Linked DNA regions of Mus musculus: regions 1 and 2 are each linked to region 3. A link is a contact called in public promoter capture Hi-C data. All regions are on one chromosome and are shown on one strand. Each heading gives the region's core, a stretch centred on a gene start, on an enhancer-like site or on the middle of the called end of the contact. The rest is flanking DNA. Distances are from core to core; before and after follow the strand shown. Region 1 holds the start of Gpr107 (G protein-coupled receptor 107). Region 2 holds the start of Slc2a6 (solute carrier family 2 (facilitated glucose transporter), member 6). Region 3 holds the start of Setx (senataxin).

The links. Promoter capture Hi-C pulls out the DNA fragments that hold promoters and counts their contacts.
Region 1: a contact with region 3 is called in a promoter capture Hi-C map of pre-B cells, with 2.3 times the contacts expected there. The contact joins the promoter of Gpr107 here to the promoter of Setx in region 3. A contact is called at or near these places in 3 of 39 promoter capture datasets (liver and pre-B cells).
Region 2: a promoter capture Hi-C map of pre-B cells shows a contact between it and region 3, with 2.4 times the contacts expected there. The contact joins the promoter of Slc2a6 here to the promoter of Setx in region 3. A contact is called at or near these places in 2 of 39 promoter capture datasets (liver and pre-B cells).

The regions. Positions count from the first base shown.
Region 1 is chr2:31,150,902-31,153,601 of GRCm38.p6, forward strand. It overlaps Gpr107 (G protein-coupled receptor 107), which reads left to right and starts at 1,415. Exons shown (of 18, transcript NM_178760.4): 1 at 1,415-1,580. The coding sequence starts at 1,458. It overlaps D330023K18Rik (RIKEN cDNA D330023K18 gene), which reads right to left and starts at 1,390. Exons shown (of 2, transcript NR_040334.1): 1 at 1,081-1,390; 2 at 148-349.
Region 2 is chr2:27,026,741-27,029,440 of GRCm38.p6, forward strand. It overlaps Slc2a6 (solute carrier family 2 (facilitated glucose transporter), member 6), which reads right to left and starts at 1,258. Exons shown (of 10, transcript NM_172659.2): 1 at 1,077-1,258; 2 at 401-563. The coding sequence starts at 1,165.
Region 3 is chr2:29,123,734-29,126,433 of GRCm38.p6, forward strand. It overlaps Setx (senataxin), which reads left to right and starts at 1,259. Exons shown (of 26, transcript NM_198033.2): 1 at 1,259-1,816; 2 at 2,119-2,230.

The DNA of each region.
Region 1 (2,700 bases), core at 165-2,664, 2.0 Mb after region 3:
CAGAAGACTGGAGTTTGGGTTCCCAGCAAGCACAATGGATGGCTGACAACCAAGGTAACTTCAGTTGCAGGGATCTGATGCCCCCTTCTGGTCTCTATGGGTACACCTCATGGCATTTATAAACACACAAACAACATAAAAACAAACTTAATTTCCTATCTATATGTATTTATATATACAGATCTATCATGTTGGGTTAGAGACACTGCTCAGTGGTTAAGAGCACTTACTGCTCTTATAGATAGATACCTGAGTTAACTTTCTAGTACTCATGATGTCAGGCAACACACAACTGCCAGCAATTCCAGCTCCCGAGGATCTGACACCATCTTCTGGTCCTCTCAGGTACCTATACATGGCACACACATACATAAAAAACTTAGAAAAGCAACCAACCAGACCTTCAAAATACATCCTGTTACTAGTTCCAGTTAAAAAGCTATAGGAATCTGATTCTGTCATAGGTGTTCACACACCTACATAGTGGTAGCTGCCTGGTAGTAGAGTTCCCTGTGTTTTTATTGTGTCCTATTTTGCTTAAATAATTACATGCACATACACAAAAGCATATGTTACTTGTGTGTCCAGCTAAAAACAAGAATCTAAGAACTAAACCAACTTGGTTATCAGCTATTTTAATACGAGTGTTTCCTGTAAGCCCTGGTACCAGGGACCTACAACCAAGTCCTTCCATTAAGTGTTAAGGACTAGAAGCTAAGTTTCCAAAGAGACTAAAATAGAAAACATTAAGGCTCAGACTCCAGCGGTGGCATGAAATCACACAAGACAAAATGACGTATCAGTTAAAAATCTGCATGTGATCCCCAGCTCAGACTGGCCAAAATGACCATTTCTTAGAGTTTAGGTAGAACAGAGGAACAGCCTGACACCTACCTCTTATATAATTAGATTGTCCCAAAGATTAAATGCCACTTAAAAAAAAAAAGCCTAGTGGATGGCTTCCTATGGACTCAATAAATCCTATTACTGCAACTATTTCAAGCTGAAGTTTGTGTAAAGGGCCTAGGATGATAATAAGTCAAGGAATCTAAGACAGGCCAGCAATTTCTAAGTTATTACCACCGAAGGCAGTCCAATCATCCGCCAGGGTCAGTGGCGGACATTGCGGGTTCCAGACTTTGGTCCAGGCCCCTCAATCCCCAAGCCCGGCAAGGCAGAAAGGAGGCCCGGCTTGAACTTGCCCCGCCATGGTTGTCATGGCAAACGCTTCAGGGTCCTCACAGGGGCTTTGCCGGAAGTCCGTCCTGGGAGGCCAATTGAAGAGTGCCGAGGTGGTCCGCTCAGGTCCCTGCGTGACCAGAGTTGCGTTTTGCAGTAAAACGATCTCAAGGACCTCGGAGGCGGCAGCCGCGCCCCCTTCCAGAGCACCTCCGGGACGACGCACTTTGACCCGGAAGTGGGTGGGAGAGGAAGCAGCTGGTGATGCTGGAACAAACATGGCCGTCCCGGTACCCCTCGGCCGCTTCGGCTCCTTCTGCCTGCGGCTGCTACGACTGCTGGCGTTGCTGGAGCTGCTGGTCCACCCCGTCTTGGGCCGCGTCCATCACCTGGCGCTCAAAGTAAGGCCTGGCAGGCTGGGGGCAGGATCAGGGAGTGGCGACGGGGGGGTGGGGGGAGCGCGACCGCTGTCCCGGGCTGAGCCAACTTCAGCCCAGCGGGATCTCCTAAGTTCGGCCCCTGAGCCAGGGGGTTTGCGCCGCCCCGTAGGGATGGACTACGCCGTGCGGCCTCCTCGGGTAGTCTGGTCCCTGCAGGTTTGAGGTCCTGAGGAAGGGGCCCAGATGCGGCCTAAATACCCAAAGACCTGGGAGGCCACTCCTGCGATTCCTGCTGGCTTCCCTGGATTCCACGTTGGTGGCAACCTTCCCTAATTCACCCTTTCATAACTTAAATTCCAAGTTCTCTTGTCCGCGATCTCCGCCCTTCTGTGCTCCTTGATCTGGCGCTTTGAAGTTGTGCGGAATCTTAGCCTGTTTCCTTGCTTGGTTTAGGGTGCTCGGTTGACTGACCAAAGCCAGAATCCCCAAGAGGAATTCAAATCTCTCTTGAAATACATGCCTTGGTTTCAAGAAGAAAAAATAAGAAAGAACAAGCCTGAGGATTTAAACTCAGCATCCAAAGTGTTTCTAAGTAGTGGGCCTTTTTCATTCCCGCTCTATGGCCATTGCCTAAGGAAGATGTTTATGACAGGCCTGAAGTGACCACCAAGAACCGCTATGGTAGCTAACTCACAGTAGAAAGTTCTCTAAGGCTTACACAGGATTGGCAGCCGGTTAATATACCTGGAGAACAGAAAGTGACATCATTATGACTCAAAGCCTTGTACATTTTCCTAATAGTCAGTGTACCAAGAAGTTGCGGATCTGGACACAGCTGTCTGTAAAAACACTTTCCATTAGGTGTGAAGGATAAAGGCTTGTGAATGTAGCGTTTAAAGGGTCCAGACAGACTGTAGATTTGAAACCTGGCCAAATCCATACAGGCACACTTGGGCTGTCTGCTTTTGATTGTTAAAATGATCTTGAAGCTGGGCGGTAGTGGCGCATGCCTTTAATCCCAGCACTTGGGAGGCAGAGGCTGGCGGATTTCTGAGTTCGAGGCCAGCCTGGTCTACAAAGTGAGTTCTAGGACAGTCGGGGCTATACAGAGAAACCCTGTCTTGAAAAACAAACAAACAAA
Region 2 (2,700 bases), core at 8-2,507, 2.1 Mb before region 3:
TCCTAACTCAGGGTCTACTGACATTCTAACGTTAAAGTCTTGGGCTCCTGGGCTCTGTTTAGCCACGTTCTGTCCTTGTCCATATGGCACCTCTCATCCCGCTAGCATCTGGTGTGACTGCCTCCAGGCACCCAGGAGGATGTCAGCTCTGCTGTGGCAGCCTGGCTTTGGGTATGGGGTTGGGAAATCTTCCCCTCAGCCCTGGCCCACATCTCTGCAGGATGTCACTTCCTCATGTCACTTGCCATCACCGCTAGCAGACGGGAATGCGTGTTAGGGAGAGATACCGGTGCTCTAGGGGAGGTTCCAAGGCTAGGTGATTTTAGTTCCCTGTGGTAAGCAGGTTGAGTGGGCCCATGCTCCCTCCACTACCCCATCTGATTTAGAGAACAGGCCTCACCCCAAACCAGGATGCCTGGATTTTGTCCAGGTGTAGTGCTGGGTCAGAAGAGAGCTTCAGTTCAGGGATGACTGGAGATGTGTAGACCAAGGCATACCCAAAGCTGAAATTGCCCAGCACAGCGGCGAAGGTAGCCAGGAACACCCTTCTGTTTTTCAAGGCCCTGGTGGGGGATGGGGTAGAACCAAAGGACCAAGGACAAGTCCTTTAAATGGACCCTGAGTTCCCAGACTGCTGCCTTCCCCGAGCCCATGACCATCCAGCTCGGCAGATAACCAGGAGAGGCCTGGGTCCAGGGCCAGTCAAGTTGTCTTCAGGCCTTAGCAGCAGCTCTGGGAAATCCCCAGGCTGTCGGCTGGGGCTGGTGCCCGTTTTCTCCAGAAAAGAAATTGTGGTTTTTGCCTCCTGTTGTGATGCTCAAAGCTTGTTCTGTGATCTTAGGCAAGACCCATGTCCTCCCCCTGTGGCAGGTGGGGATCCCACCCAGTATTCCTTTGGAGGCTCTCTTCTTTATGGTGGTCCAGTTCTTTAAATAGGACTTGCGAGCATGCGGTAAGAAAGAGTCAGATGACTCTTGGTGGCCACTCACCAGAAGTCAGTAATGGCCCAAGATGTGTATCGTCTGCTGGAGATAAGGCCATCCCAACCTCCCATGCCCACACCCTGAGACTCTCACCCGGCTCGTTCTCTCTCTCCAGGAGTCGCGGGCACCTCGGGGAAGGTATCATAGTCGAGTCCCTCGGTTCTTAGCAGGGGTTCCTGCATGGCCAGCGCGGATGGTCAGATACAGCGGGACTCCACTGCAGAGCTAAAGCATCTGCCTGAGCCCTCAGCACAGCAGGCGAAGCTCCGCCCTACAGATGCGATTGGCTGCAGGGCGGCCCTGCAGAGCCGTGCTGTCCAATGAGACAGCCGCACGCCTCGGATGCAGGGTGCGATCGGGCTCCCGGGCGTGTCCCATCGCGTGCGCCTTGAGGCGCTGGATTCTGCCGGGGAAACCCGCTTCTAGGGCAGGGCCGCCTGAGCACCCTTTCGCCAGGCTAAGAGCGTGGACTGCTCCATGGCTGGGTCTGGCTTTATGGAGGAGAAGCCCAGAGAGTCGTAAGCTTGCCAAGGTCACACGGAGGATTGTTATTATTATATATTTTTTTATTATTGCCTTGCTTGGCCCTGTTCTGTGCCCTCTCCCGTCACATAGATGTCACTTCTACACCTGCCACTTCACTTCTCGCCTCCTAACCCTAGTTGACTCCAATGAATCACTACTTTGGGTGTGTACAGTAAGTAGGAGGAGGGTGGAGCAGAAACAATTAGGGGTAACTCCAGCAGGTGCCCTGCGGTGTCTCACCCCATAGCTGTGGACAAACCCCAAGGCTTCTCTCTGCTAGCAAGCAATCTGTCTCTGAGCTACATTCCTGATCTCTGGGATTTCCTGGTTGTCCAAATAGCTTGCACTGTTCAAAATCATTCCAGTAATGGTATAAAATGACCAAAAAAAACGAAACAGAAACTTCTCTAGGAGGTGGAAAAAGCCACAATCAAGATGCCTATCTGTGTCTTTGGACTTTTTCAGTCACAGGAGTGGACTTACTTCCTGTTCACATTTATAAACTGACCCTTTGTTACCAGGCTATTAAAACAGTAAAGGGTGTTGTAGAAGTCTCAGTTCCCCTTTAGAAACACTTCTAGAGAGGACAGTAGAGACCACAAAACTGCTGCGACCCACCCTGGCTGGACGTCTTTCCTTCCTGTGTTTGCCTTGCCTGTCTGTTACTTAGTGGGGAGGTGAACTTTCAGTGAGTGGTGTTCCACTTCACATCCAAGCTGAGTGTGTGTGTGTGTGTGTGTGTGTGTGTGTGTGTTATACATAATTTTGGGAGCCTGAGAGCACTGGCTGCTCTTGCAAGGACTCAGGTTTGATTTCCCAGCCCCACGGGTTGGCACACAACCCTCCTCTTACCTCCATTTCCAGGACAATTGGTGCCTTTTGGCATCAGCTTTTATGTGGTACAGACAAAACACCCAAACATGTGAAAAACTTAAGATATATAATTTTTAAATTTTATGTCTGTCTGTGAGTCTGTGCTCCTGAAGCTGAAATGATGGACTTGTAGGAGCTGGAGTTACAGGCCGGTCAGTCACCAAATAGTAATGGGAGCCAGAGCATATAGGACCTGGTCTTGTAACCGCTGAACCATCTCTTCAGGCCCCTTCCACTCCTTTGTCATTTGAGACAGGGTCTGATGTATTCCAAGCTGGCATCAAACTTTCTAGGTAGCCACCCACTTTAATTTTATCCT
Region 3 (2,700 bases), core at 9-2,508:
TTCACGAATAAAGCATGGTATATTGCTGAAGTCTGAAATCTGGGTTACGAATTCTGCCAGGATCTGTATCATCAGGGACAAGGAACTGCGGGTAGTTTCTATCATTTCCCCTCATTTCTGAAAATTTCAGTTAGCTATCAAGAGTCTTGTTTAAAAAAAAACTATCATAAATGTGTTACTTTAAAAACCATGCATACATATAGTGCTTCTAGTTTGAAACCACTTTCTGCAACTTTGATTTTGATAGAAACCTTTGACGAAATGAAAAAAAAGGGGGGGGGGAGAAAATAACGGTCAGCTTCAACTGCCGCTTCCTGATTGGCTAAAGCCCCTCTAACGGTCATCTGCTGCCTTATAAACCACACCCCCTTTTCTGGAACGTTCCTTAGAGCTTTACCCTCGTGCTTCAGGCGCTGGCTTCTCATTCTGCGTTAAGGTTCTCCAGGGTAGGAAGGTCTCTGACCCACCTGCCACCTCTAAGAGCCTTGTTCTTTTCTGTGGCGTTGGCAATGGAACCCAGTGTTACAGTGTGACAGGTGAGTGCTCCTGAGTTACTTTCTTGCACACTTTCCTTTAAAAAAAAAAAAAAAAGGAAAAAAAAAAAAAGAAAAAGAAAGAATGTTAACTTTTAATTTTTGGTTAATTTAGGCCTCCAAATCGCTGACCTCCAGGTCTGGAGTTGAAACCTCATCACACCCTTTCCTTTTTAAAAAAAAGAATTATTTTAATTTTAAAATTTTGGTGAATGTAATGTAGGCCTCGAAATCGCTTTCTGTACGAGGCTGGCCTTTGGGCCTGGATGCGCTGGCTTTAAGCCTTCTGAGTACAGGGACCACAGGCTGCCGGGCTTGTAAAGTGATTTGTTTTTTTCCTAAATTCCGTTTTTGAGGAGGAGAGGTTTTGGGCCACCCAACTGTCCTTTGGGAAATCTGACATGACTGTGTTCCATTATCGGAGCCTGTTCTGGGTCGGAAACGGGCAGAGCCCTCGACTTGGGGCGCCCTTGCAGAATCACGCACACATTTTATTGTTTAGGTTTCGGACGGAAACGTGACAGACGTCGCGGACGTTGGGGAGCGGAAGAGCCCAAAGGGAACCAGCAGGTAAGCATCTCCCCGAAGAGGGTCGGGGAAGGGGCGGGGTGAGAAAGGGGGCGGGACGAGGAAAGGGGCGGGGACAGGCTCCTCGGCTAATTTACCGCTCCTTTGGACGGGAGTCCTTGATTGGTCGGACTTACCCCCCTCGTTCCGGAAGTGACGCCACTCAGCGGTCAGGCCGGTTGTTCCCCGCTGCTGCACTTTCCACCTCCCGTCCGCCCCCATGGTCCGCCCCCTTGGTGTACCACAACAAGCCGGCTCTGGCGGGGGCGGGCTGAGGGCGGGGTCCGCTCTCGCGGCAGCGGCGGGTTGGGCGTTGGGCGTCGCCTTGCCCTTCCGTCTGCTGTTCTAGCGGGGGGCATGGAGGTGGGTTAGCGCGCTGCAGCCGGGCCTAGCCGGGGTGAGACGCGCCGCGGACAAGCCGCGAGCGGGCGAACGAGCAGGAGAGGAGAGCGCGTGCGCGGTGAGGGGCGCGCGGCTTACTGCCGTTGGGAACTTGCGCGCGGCCTGCGGGAGCGGGCGCCTGCTGTGACCCTTCTGGAGAGCTGCGTTTGGTGAGAGCGGCGGCTTGCCGCTGCTACCAAGGGCGGGCAGCGCTTGGTGTTTCCTGCAAGCGAGGCCCGCCCCCGGATCTCTGCTGTTCTGGCATCAGCACCGCCGGCCCTGGGCAACGATGTACAGCGAGGACCCTTAGCTTCGGGGCGAGGGAGGCCTCCCGGGTAAGGATCCGACCCTCTGTCCTGGCGTCGCTTCCGCATGGGCACCCGGACGCCCTCCCCGCCGTACCAGGCGTTGCGGTGTGGACAGCCTCCCGTACGCCCACAGCGGATGTGATCAAGTGCCTATTTGGCCCCTGGAGGAGAACAGTCCCTAGGGAAGTTGGGGGGGGGGATCAGTGTTAAGCCGTTCCCCCCAGTAGTGTGTGGATCTAACCTGACCTAGGTAACTCATTAGATGACACAAGGCCCAGGTGAGATGCATAATGTAAGGGACATTTTATCAGTTTTTATTTTAATTTCAGAAATGTTCTTTTTGGGGGCCAAAGTGTGAATCTGTCTGAATGCAGAGCCACATCTCACAGATAAGCCCAGCAATCACAAAGAGCATCACTTCTCTGTAGGACCTTGGTCAAGGTAATTGTCTTATTAAACAATAACTTCTTTTTTAGTTATTTGATAAGTACTAGAGTTAAAAATGTGGCATAGATCCATACCTTGACATGCCCTCTTCTGGTGTGTCTGAAGATAGCTACACTGTACTCATATAAATAAAACAAATCTTTAATTTTTTTTTTAAAATAAGTCTAATGTGTGCAGTAACCTCTGGCAGCATTTTGTTAGGAATTTTTGGAGGTAGGTCAGGTGAGGCAGAGAGATTAGACTTAGTAATTCGGGCAAATGATGAAAGAATAGGAAGACTCAAGAAAGGAGGAGTGCTAGACTCAGATGCAGCAGAGGAGAGGGACAAGGTGATCCTGAGGTTACTGCTCTAGAGATGGAGTTGGTGTCAGCACTCTCAATGGAGCACTTAGTGAAATATTTATTTTTTTAATAATTTACTTTTTATGCATATTGGTGTTTTGCCTGCATGTGTCTGTGTGAGG